Linked DNA regions of Mus musculus: region 2 is linked to region 1. The links are chromatin contacts, called in public Hi-C maps. All regions are on one chromosome and are shown on one strand. Each heading gives the region's core, a stretch centred on a gene start, on an enhancer-like site or on the middle of the called end of the contact. The rest is flanking DNA. Distances are from core to core; before and after follow the strand shown.

The links. A called contact is a pair of places that touch in the nucleus more often than the background predicts.
Region 2: a contact with region 1 is called in a Hi-C map of liver, with 5 times the contacts expected there. The contact joins two enhancer-like sites. A contact is called at or near these places in 6 of 39 promoter capture datasets (the 3T3-L1 cell line, 3T3-L1-derived adipocytes, embryonic stem cells and 1 more), 1 of 15 datasets of contacts at CTCF or cohesin (the NIH/3T3 cell line), 38 of 484 Hi-C or Micro-C datasets (3T3-L1-derived adipocytes, the AML12 cell line, the C2C12 cell line and 21 more) and 7 of 115 datasets of contacts at active chromatin or transcription factors (bone marrow-derived dendritic cells, embryonic stem cells, hepatocytes and 2 more).

What each region holds. Positions count from the first base shown.
Region 1 is chr5:91,202,052-91,206,733 of GRCm38.p6, forward strand. No RefSeq gene overlaps it. Among named protein-coding and RNA genes, the nearest start is that of Gm23092, 14 kb to the right of the region's middle. Within about 2 kb of position 2,715, at least 19 of the 459 cell types and tissues checked have an H3K27ac peak or open chromatin away from gene starts, as enhancers often do. A contact at or near this core is called in hepatocytes and liver, where this site is marked.
Region 2 is chr5:91,290,728-91,295,409 of GRCm38.p6, forward strand. No RefSeq gene overlaps it. Among named protein-coding and RNA genes, the nearest start is that of Gm19619, 10 kb to the left of the region's middle. Within about 2 kb of position 2,589, at least 21 of the 459 cell types and tissues checked have an H3K27ac peak or open chromatin away from gene starts, as enhancers often do. A contact at or near this core is called in hepatocytes and liver, where this site is marked.

The sequences.
Region 1 (4,682 bases), core at 1,465-3,964:
GTGAAAAGGCCTAAGCTAATAGTGTATACAGGGTTTTGATCCTACCATGTGGTAAATATGAGGTGAATCTGACCCTAACTTACATAAGGGATTTTGTTCATAGAACTTGGTAAATATGAGACCAATATGACCAGTAATCTTTCCCTGGCATGTGCTGCATCAGTGTTTAGTCAGATTATTGTCTTGGCGACAAAGATGCTTTACATAAAATTTAATACGTAAAAAAGAAAATCTTTCCTAGAACAACATCTACTGCTTTATCTGAATTATTTATACTAGGAAACGATTGGAAAGCCCCTGTGTTCAGCGTGAGTGTGTTGAGATATAGGGTGAAATATTTAATTAATAAAAAAGACAGATGAATCAAAGGAATACTCAGCAGCAGCAGGGTCATTGATTGAGCAGTGTGATTGTGTTTTATGGCTCACAGTCCTCACTCCGACTCTTGTAAGATCGGCACGCACGACTGGTGTATGGGAACTCTTGGCTGTACAGAGCTTATTGCTTCCAGAAAAGGAGTGCTGGAATTCCAGCTAAAGAGGAGGCAGGTGGCTGGAAGCTTTGATGAGGCTAAGGAGCAACCACTATAGGTATCAGGAACTGGAAGAGGTGGGAGAAGAGAGGATTACAGACAGAGAGAGGAATCCCATGTTGAAACACTGTGGGTGGCAGAGTGTTGAATGATGCTGAAGTCACGTGATGTGGATGTGTGTGGATGACGGAGGAGAAAGGAAGAGGGTTGCAGAGAGAGCACGCTGAGTAGAAAACACTGGAGAAGTAAGAGAAACCAGCATCTGAACCACTCTCTCAGCCCATTAATGGGGGTGGAAATGGGAACATAAAAGCAGCCACTGGCTTTCTTGAGGATTCGGTTTATGAGTCAAGTCACTATTTTGAATTAACATAGACATTTACAAGGTATCATCCACACTGAAATCAAGAAGCGGAGAGAGCCATAGGTGGAAAGCTCCACTTTGTGACGGTAGCAGTATATAGTCTAGAGAGTTCCTGGAAGCAGACCTTAAGAAAGAACTTATTAAGGTGAAGTTCTGGGTTTCTCTTGCCTTTCTTTAAGATTAGAATAACAGAAAAGAGAAATAAGTAGGGACATGTTCATTTATTCATTCATTCAATTTTTGAGCTCTGGATATCCTGGAATTTACTGTGTATTCCACAATAACCTCCAACTCATGGAGATTTGCCTGCTTCTGCCTCTGCTGAGGTTGTGCTCCACCGTGTCTGGCTAATAGAGAGATTTAAAGCCAGCTTATGCACTTGCTAGGTTAGAAATAGCCACATGTGGCAGTCAGTCAGGAAGTGAATGAATTCTTATGGTAAAAATACCAATGAAGACTCATGTAAGATCTGTCATTTACACAGAGTTTACAATCTAAAGGATAGACTAAATATATGCAGCAAGAGAGACAGAGAGACAGACAGATACAGATAAAGATAGACAGAGACAGATTGAGACAGAGAGTCACACAGAGACAGAAAGAAAGGAGGGAGAGGGGGGAGGGGGAGGGGAGGGGAGGGGGAAGGAGAGGGAGAGGGGGAGGGGGAGGGAGAGGGGGAGGGGGAGGGAGAGGGGGAGGGGGAGGGGGAGGGGGAGGGAGAGGGAGAGGGAGAGGGAGAGGGAGAGGGAGAGGGAGAGGGAGAGGGAGAGGGAGAGGGAGAGGGAGAGGGAGAGGGAGAGGGAGAGGGAGAGGGAGAGGAAGGAAGGAAGGAATCCAGAACAAAATGCTGAAGAATCCCAGTGACTAGAGATGTGGAGATCCTCAGAAACGTGGTTAAGCAAGGGAATAGGCCAGAGAGGTAAGAGGAAATCAGAAGTTCTAGAAATAAACAGAAGAAATTATTTCAAATCAAGGTTTCAAAAAAAGGCTAGTAAGAACAACTCTGGGAAGGCTATATTGATTTTGCGAGCTCAGGCTTAGCAGTTTTAGAGCAGACCTGGGAGCCTGGGCCTGAGCAAAGCCTGGGCCTTGTGCTTTCAGACCCCCAGCCAAAGGCTAGAGTTATCATTAATCACACTGGTGAGTCTAGAGGACTATCAAGCACTGAGTAGAAAACCTGACTTTTTCTGGTTATGCTAGGGTTAATACTGGTTAATATCCTGTGAAGTGGTCCCTCACTTTCTATAGTAGCCAGGACACTTGGGACCTTGTCAGCTGAGGTGGGGTGCTGCTCCTGTTCCTCCCGGTGCTCCAGTCTCTACGGGAATTTCTGCTCAAATCAGTTCCTTCACTTTATTACAAAACCTCCATCACTCTAGGGGACAAGGCAGTACCCCTTCTGCACTGGTGCTTTTCCCTTCCCTATTCCACTTAATGTCACAAGCCAGGATAATCATAACGTAAGAGGACTGGAATGTTACAGTGACGCAATAGCCACTGAGAGCTAACAACAGCTAGCACTCGGGTGCCAAACACCCTCCAACCGTTCTAGATACAGCAACGGGTTTCATCTTCGTGACAATCTGTGTGGTACTATCGTCTGTTATTTTTTCCCATTATATAATCAATAAATTTAGGCTCAAAGAGATTCAATAACTTACAAAGTCTTCTTGTAGGCCTTAGGCTACAAACCATTAATTAGACCCCAGACACGCATGCTCCCTCTTATAAAAGCAAAGCACACCTATAAAGGAGAACAGATGAACCCATGATCCAGCTCTTACGCTCTTACTAAATCTTCCTGACTTTGTTGATGATTGACTTTTAAGGTCCCTCTGAGGACAGAGTGTGAAAATATGTCAGGTGTTAAAGACCTGGACTCTGCTCAGCTCCACGTCTGGAACCTCTTCTGGGAACTCCCTTGTGCTGGAGCTTAAATTCATTACAGGGCATTCCCGAACATTAAGGTAGCTTTATGGCTATAAGTCTTAAGGTGGCAAACCAAGGATAAACACACATCCAGACATAATGGTTTTGATCTGGCTGTCTGCCTGGGAGACTGAGATGTTCCTGCTTCAGGAACAGTCTTCATTTTTGTTACAGGGGAGCTATGTCCCTATCTGGGTATAACAGTAAACAGTCTCCAGAGATGCCAATCATATTTAATTATTAAATTCTCTCAACAAGACATTGTGATGATGTAAACATATACGCATAAGTGGTATAAATCTTTATGTTTCAATCACAAAAAAATGTTGTATATTCCTGGACATCATATTGTCTTAAGTTTCTGCCATCAAGTTCTATTGGCTAGCTCTTTTGGATGTTAGGTTAAATGGAATAAAAGCTATTTGTAATGAGCTGCAGGGTGCTCAAGTTATTCTCATATTGAGAAATGTATTTTGTCTTTGTGGATGGATACTATTCATAATATATTAAAACAGTGAAGAAGCCCTGGCTCTCCATGCTTTCTTCAGTTTTACAATCTGTGCTCAGTGACTGATGCACTGAAACACTCTAGAGGTTGAGTACCATGGTGAATACTATAGACCCTGTTTGCCAACACCCTGTAGTTGGAGAGTGAAACAAATAGTCAGATCTCATGAGTATTGTGGTGAGTTCGGCATAAACATGAGTTGCTATGGATGTGTGTGGAAAGCAGGGGCCTTATTTGAAGTAGTTACCAAAAGGGGAAAATCTTTTTTTCCCTTTACCTCTCATGAGTGTGACATTTCTCCTAAGGAATGTTTGCTCTCGAGAAAACGCACTGTTAAGAGCTCTTCCACCTCTCTATACCCTTGCCAGGCAGTCAGCTCTCCAAAAACCATAACTATTGACTGGGACTGAGAAGGACACAGAAGTGTGAGAAGCAGAGAGTAATGGGATGGAAAAGGGAGGCCAAGAAGCTGTGGCCTCTTGGTAGAACAGCAGTCATGGCCACCAATAGTGGGTGATGCATCCTCTCAGGTCACAAGAGAGGCCAGGAACAGAAGTCAGCACCCAAGGACCGCTGGCTGCTGAATAATAATAATCAGGACATTCGTGTACCTTGTGGGAAAGAAGAAAAAGGGAGAAACAATTAGACCATTTATTAGCCAATGAGACTCCAAAGAGAACACATAGTAAAAAAAGGAAGACTGATTTTGAGAGAAAAGGTTTTAATCATTCACTTATTCAATAAACACTTACTGAACATCTATCATATCGTCAACTTTATGCCAATCATGAGGATAGGAAACAAAGTCAGTTGAGCACTTACTCTAAAATACTTCCCAGTTGGACCTAGGATTTTTATGTTAAAATAACTTGAAACAGAAGAAAAGAACTATAAGAAAATGTGGCAGGTGTTCCCAGGTGTTAGCATGGTTAGTTCTAGCCATGACTTGTGAGTGGTTATTATATTGTTGTCTGTATTTTTCTGTGTGCAATTATGTTGCAATAGAATGTATGTGAAAATAAATACCCATGCACTTCATAAGTATGATAAGGCAATTCTCTCTCATTGCCAGGGTTTTTTTTAAGGATTCTTTCTGCTTTAGAAATAGATATATTTAGAGAATAACCACTGAGTTCTTACAAAAAGATGCCAACTCTAAAAATATTCAACCTTGAGGGCACAGAAGGAAGACTTCTGTAAAAGCACTTCACTCCTAAGGTTAACGAAGAAGCTTAGAAAAGAATAAGGTGTGCTCTTTGGATATTCACAGAAGTCAGTTTTATGATTTGTAAATATAGAAAAAATTACTCATTCATAAACTCAAGGAAGCAATGCCTTTCCGTGACTAT
Region 2 (4,682 bases), core at 1,339-3,838, 89 kb after region 1:
CAATGTGTGATTCCCTCAGTTCAAAGGCTTTTGGGTGTTTACTTGTAGTGTTTCTTTACAGCACATATAATATCTAATAGAAATGTGTTCCTCCAGGCCAGGGCTGCCAGTTTCTATGAGAGGATATTGACTCCCTAGAACTGCCTCTGGTGGTCGTCACCTCTAGTCATCTGTACTATTCAGGTCTAGAAATGAGGCCAGTCTAACTGAAAAACTAAATTTTATTTTTCATTCAATTTTAATTGATTCAAGCTGATACATATGGTTATGACAATGGTGTGGTGTTGGAAAGAGAAACAACCTGACTGAAGTCATGTAATGGGCCGAGGAGGAGGGAAGGGCCCTTTATGGATGATATTGTCACACAAGCTTACACTTTTCTCAGCAATTTTATATAAGTGCTTTTGTACTGTACAGTTGCAAATGTCTGTAAATGTACGGTTGATGAGTTCTGGCCTACATATATGTCTTATAATGACTGTAATAAAAATGCATCCTTATCCCCAATGACTCCTCCCCCTTTTTCCTGGTCCCTGTCAAACAGTGATCTGGTTTCTTTCATTCCTATTCTGTCCCATTTGCAAGGATCTCGTGCAGATGATCAGATACACGCAGTCTTTTGCCTCTTGTATCTTCCAAGCAGCACAATGATGCATTTGTCCGTGTGCCTGCTAATGTATAGCTCTTCTTCTTACTACCCAGTCATATGTCATTATAGACATATCCTATGAATAACTTTCATATGTTTGTACACTGTCCCTGGATGGCTCTTCATAAGTTCATTTAGCTTATTTTGAAATCATGTTTTTAAAATTTATTCTTTGAGAGTTCCATAAATATATTTCTGTCATTTAGCTTCCCTTCCCCCAACTCCTTCCAGACCCTCCCCACCTCTCTACCTACCCAACTCCATGTTCTAGATCATTCTTAAGAGAAAAAACCCACACATAAATGAAAATAGAACAGTGGATTCCAGTTTGTGTTGGGACTACTCCTGAGCATCAGGCCTGCCTAGGGTTAAGGTTGATATGTCCCACTGTAACTCCACTGAAGAAAACTGCCTTCCCCTGTCCTGGCATCAACTGATTTCCATCTGTTGCCTTTACCCCTGGAAAATCTCTCAGTAATATTTGGTCTTGTGGTAAATATGTATGAATAAAATGAACTTCCAAACTGTTCACTAAAACTGACTACATCATTACGGTCATTTGGCATTGCTGGACTCCTAATTCTGAGATCTTCAGTGACACATCCTGTAATACGAGTGGCCTGATGACCGTGATGTTATACATGTTGTGCTATCTTCTTTAGTTAGGTGTTAAATTATTTCTAAACTATCATTCTCTTCATAGTTAATCAAACTATTATTTCCCAGGTATAGCTGCAATCCTCCGCCCAGCCCCCCAGTCTCCACAGGCCGGTGATTTGCCTCCTTCGTTTCTCATGCTCTTCCTGTGCTGTGCAGTTCTTCTCACTGCTTTCCCGTCCCTGGATTCGTGCTGCTTGACTTCACCTAAAACTACCCCTGCTCAGGGTTACAGATATTTCTGTTCATCATTTCTTCCAAGGACTGTTTTAAATGACATCTTAATATTTATTTTTTAGTTGAAAAAGTCTTTTTCCTAAATTAAAGATAGAATCCAAGTTCATTTCCTGTTTTCTTCCAAACCTCAGATGAATACACAATTCGCCTGGTAAAACAGGTCTTAGCCCAGTCTGGATTAAATAGTGAATGATCGCTGTGCGCACTGTGACATGGGTAACTCCAGGTCCCCTTAGATCACAAAAGGGAAGTCTTAGAGCTAAGAATCATCACAGATAACTTTAAACCCTACAAAGATGCAAAGTAAAAACTAACTAAAGTTCCTTGACTTTAATGTTTTAATGAACATAATCATTCTTAATCTGTCCCACGTTATCTCTCTCATTGCATTGATTTGTTTATCCTTATGGCTAAGTAATAAGGACAGATGTGTGACACCGTGGGATCTGCTTGCTTTCCACGATCAGATTCCACATATGTCTAAAACTCAGCCTAGAATTGGGGTAAAATCACAAAGACAGAAATGTTTTCTAATAAGCTTTGGAGATGAATCTCCAGAGTTGCTTTCAGTTTTTAAAGTTGTTATATACAGAGTATAAAAAAAAATAGCTGCTTTTTAAATTGTTCAGTGAAAGAATGGAATGGAATAAAGATCTAGAAATATGCTGCTTATGTGCCTCTTAGAAGTTTATGTGCCTCTTCTGGGTGACCTGGTCGTACACAGACTTGGAGGTACAAGACAGGGTAATGCCCAGAGGAAGCTAATGTTAACTGCACAATGTACTCCCCTCCTCATTTCCGCCAGTGAGACTGGGCTTTCCAGAGTCTCAGGAGAAGTGACCTGACCTGGAAAAATGATCTGACCTAAGGACTTTCCGAGAGGACTGCTACACTGAAGAGTTTGACCGCTAATTACCCCACTGCCTCGTGACAGCTATGGAAAACCTAAAGCAGTAAAAATTATTGCTCAGGTTCTCTGTGTTCTCTGAAGTCACCTTCCCAAGGCATGCACAAAGCTGGGCCACCTCCTATTTGGTAAATGATTCTCCTGAGTGATGAAACAGGTAGAAAGGAAGCTCACAGGTCACCTCTGGACTGGTTGGCAAGTATTTGCAGGGACAGATAGTCACAATTTCTGCTCTTAGGACGGAAACCTGTTCATATGTGAAAAATAATGACAGTCACATGCACCTGAGCTGGCAATAAACCTTGTGAGGTTGGCTGGTCCTCTTGTGATCTGATGCTAAGCTCTTCCTTATTACAGGATGCTGACTTAGATATAAGACTGCCAGAAAAGAAAAAAAAAGACCTCCTCAGTGTGCACACCTGCTTCTCCGTAAATATCCATTTGCCTTCTACTAAGTACAACTTCAGTTCTTAACTTGAATCTCTGTCTTCATCCAGTGGGATTATGGCAAGTCATATACACTGATTGAATATATGTATCAACTTATCTGCCTTTCATTCCTTGCCAAAGTGAGTAAGATATTTTAAAGGAGCAGGTTTCTGAGTCCTCATTCCTCAGTCTTTCATTGGACTTTCATTGTGCAGAGAAATGTAGAAAGGAATTTACGGTTCTAAAAGGAAATATCAGATCCAAAACCTAATTCTTCTCCAAAAAAGAGCAAAGGTACTGAATCCTGTTGTGTGTCTTGAGGCTGAACTTAGCCTACCCTCCTTCCGCTCAGCACACCAGTTCCTCTCTGAGCACTTCCATTTGCCCACCCATTCCAGGAGGGGCTTTCTTAACTTAAAATGGATCTTTGGCACATCTTGTCTCACACTGGATGCTATTTTGTCCAGGCCCGGATCACTCTGTATTACTATCACACAGCTGGATCCTTAACCTAATTTAGGAATTTAGTTCAGTAGTCAGAGATCCATCCGTAGGGTATAGTCTAGTTGCCTGTGTTCCTGAGCTCCAGTGTAAAGTCAAGTATGGAAGATTGGGATTAAACCAGGGTTTTCATGCTGGGACAGTGAGGAGACACAAATGAATTGGAGTTGTGAGGCAAGGTGCAGGGCTTGATCAGATATAGAAGAAGAAAAGATTTAATTATAGCCAGGTAGCATGAACTTGAAACTAAGCCACCAGGAACCCACCCACTCCAAATTCTAGCTTTTTAAGAAAGTATCACCTTTGTAGCTTTCTGACCATGGTTTTGGGCACTAAGGAAATACCTTGAGATGAAGGGAAGGAAAGAGGGGGTCTCGCCACTGCAATAGATTGGCCCATACATGTTAAGAGACCTGGCTAGAAGGAAGACTGTAGAAGAAGGATGTGTGCCAAAGCAATTATGTCACCGTGATGTACATCTGCTTATCACAGAACAAACCTGTCTATCTGAAATTCATTTTCGAATTATATTCAACCGGTATCAGAGTTATCTTGAAATATTTGATCTTTCCAAACCAGTCCTTTGGGAAAAGGCAAGAAGTAGAAAATCAAGCCATAATCCTAAAGATCTGATGCCCCTAAAATGTCAATCAATCATCAGAGGCAGTCCGAATGTAAACCCTGAGAAGTGACTGGCGGTGCAGATCCGTCATTCCCAAGCAATGATCTTTGAAATCTGTTTTATTGCCTTTGTGTGCCCCATGTTTGAGATCTGGATTAATGGCTGTGGGTTTCTCAGTTCAGTCTTTCTAATATAGAGAGTTTAAGTAAAGTAAGCAATGTTAAATGAAAGTTGATTTAGGTTCACGGAATGTATCTCGTGCTAGCTGTTGGACTGTTTGGGCCAGTAAAAGTATATGAAGCTTTCTAAAACTACAAAGTTTCTTCAGAAAAGTGTTAAAATGCATGGGTGAGCATGCGTAGTCATGCTTTTGGCTAGCTGGCAGCAAGCTGGTTGAGAGATGGAGTTTGGCACATCCTCAGTGCTAATTTCTGTGTAGATGGGGGCATTGTCTATGGTCAGTGGACCATAAAATAGAGGAATAGTTCACTCCTTCACCAAGGGCTTGTTGAGCTCCTGCAGATGTGCAGCTGGAACTCTAAGTAGTTAGTGTGACATATAGCTCTCTAGGCTTACTGAGACTTTGGTTTTAGAGAAACAAGATTACACAAACAAACAAACAAATGAATAAAAGCTTATGGTGGAAGGAAGGGGAGACACCAGGACAACCAGATGACAGG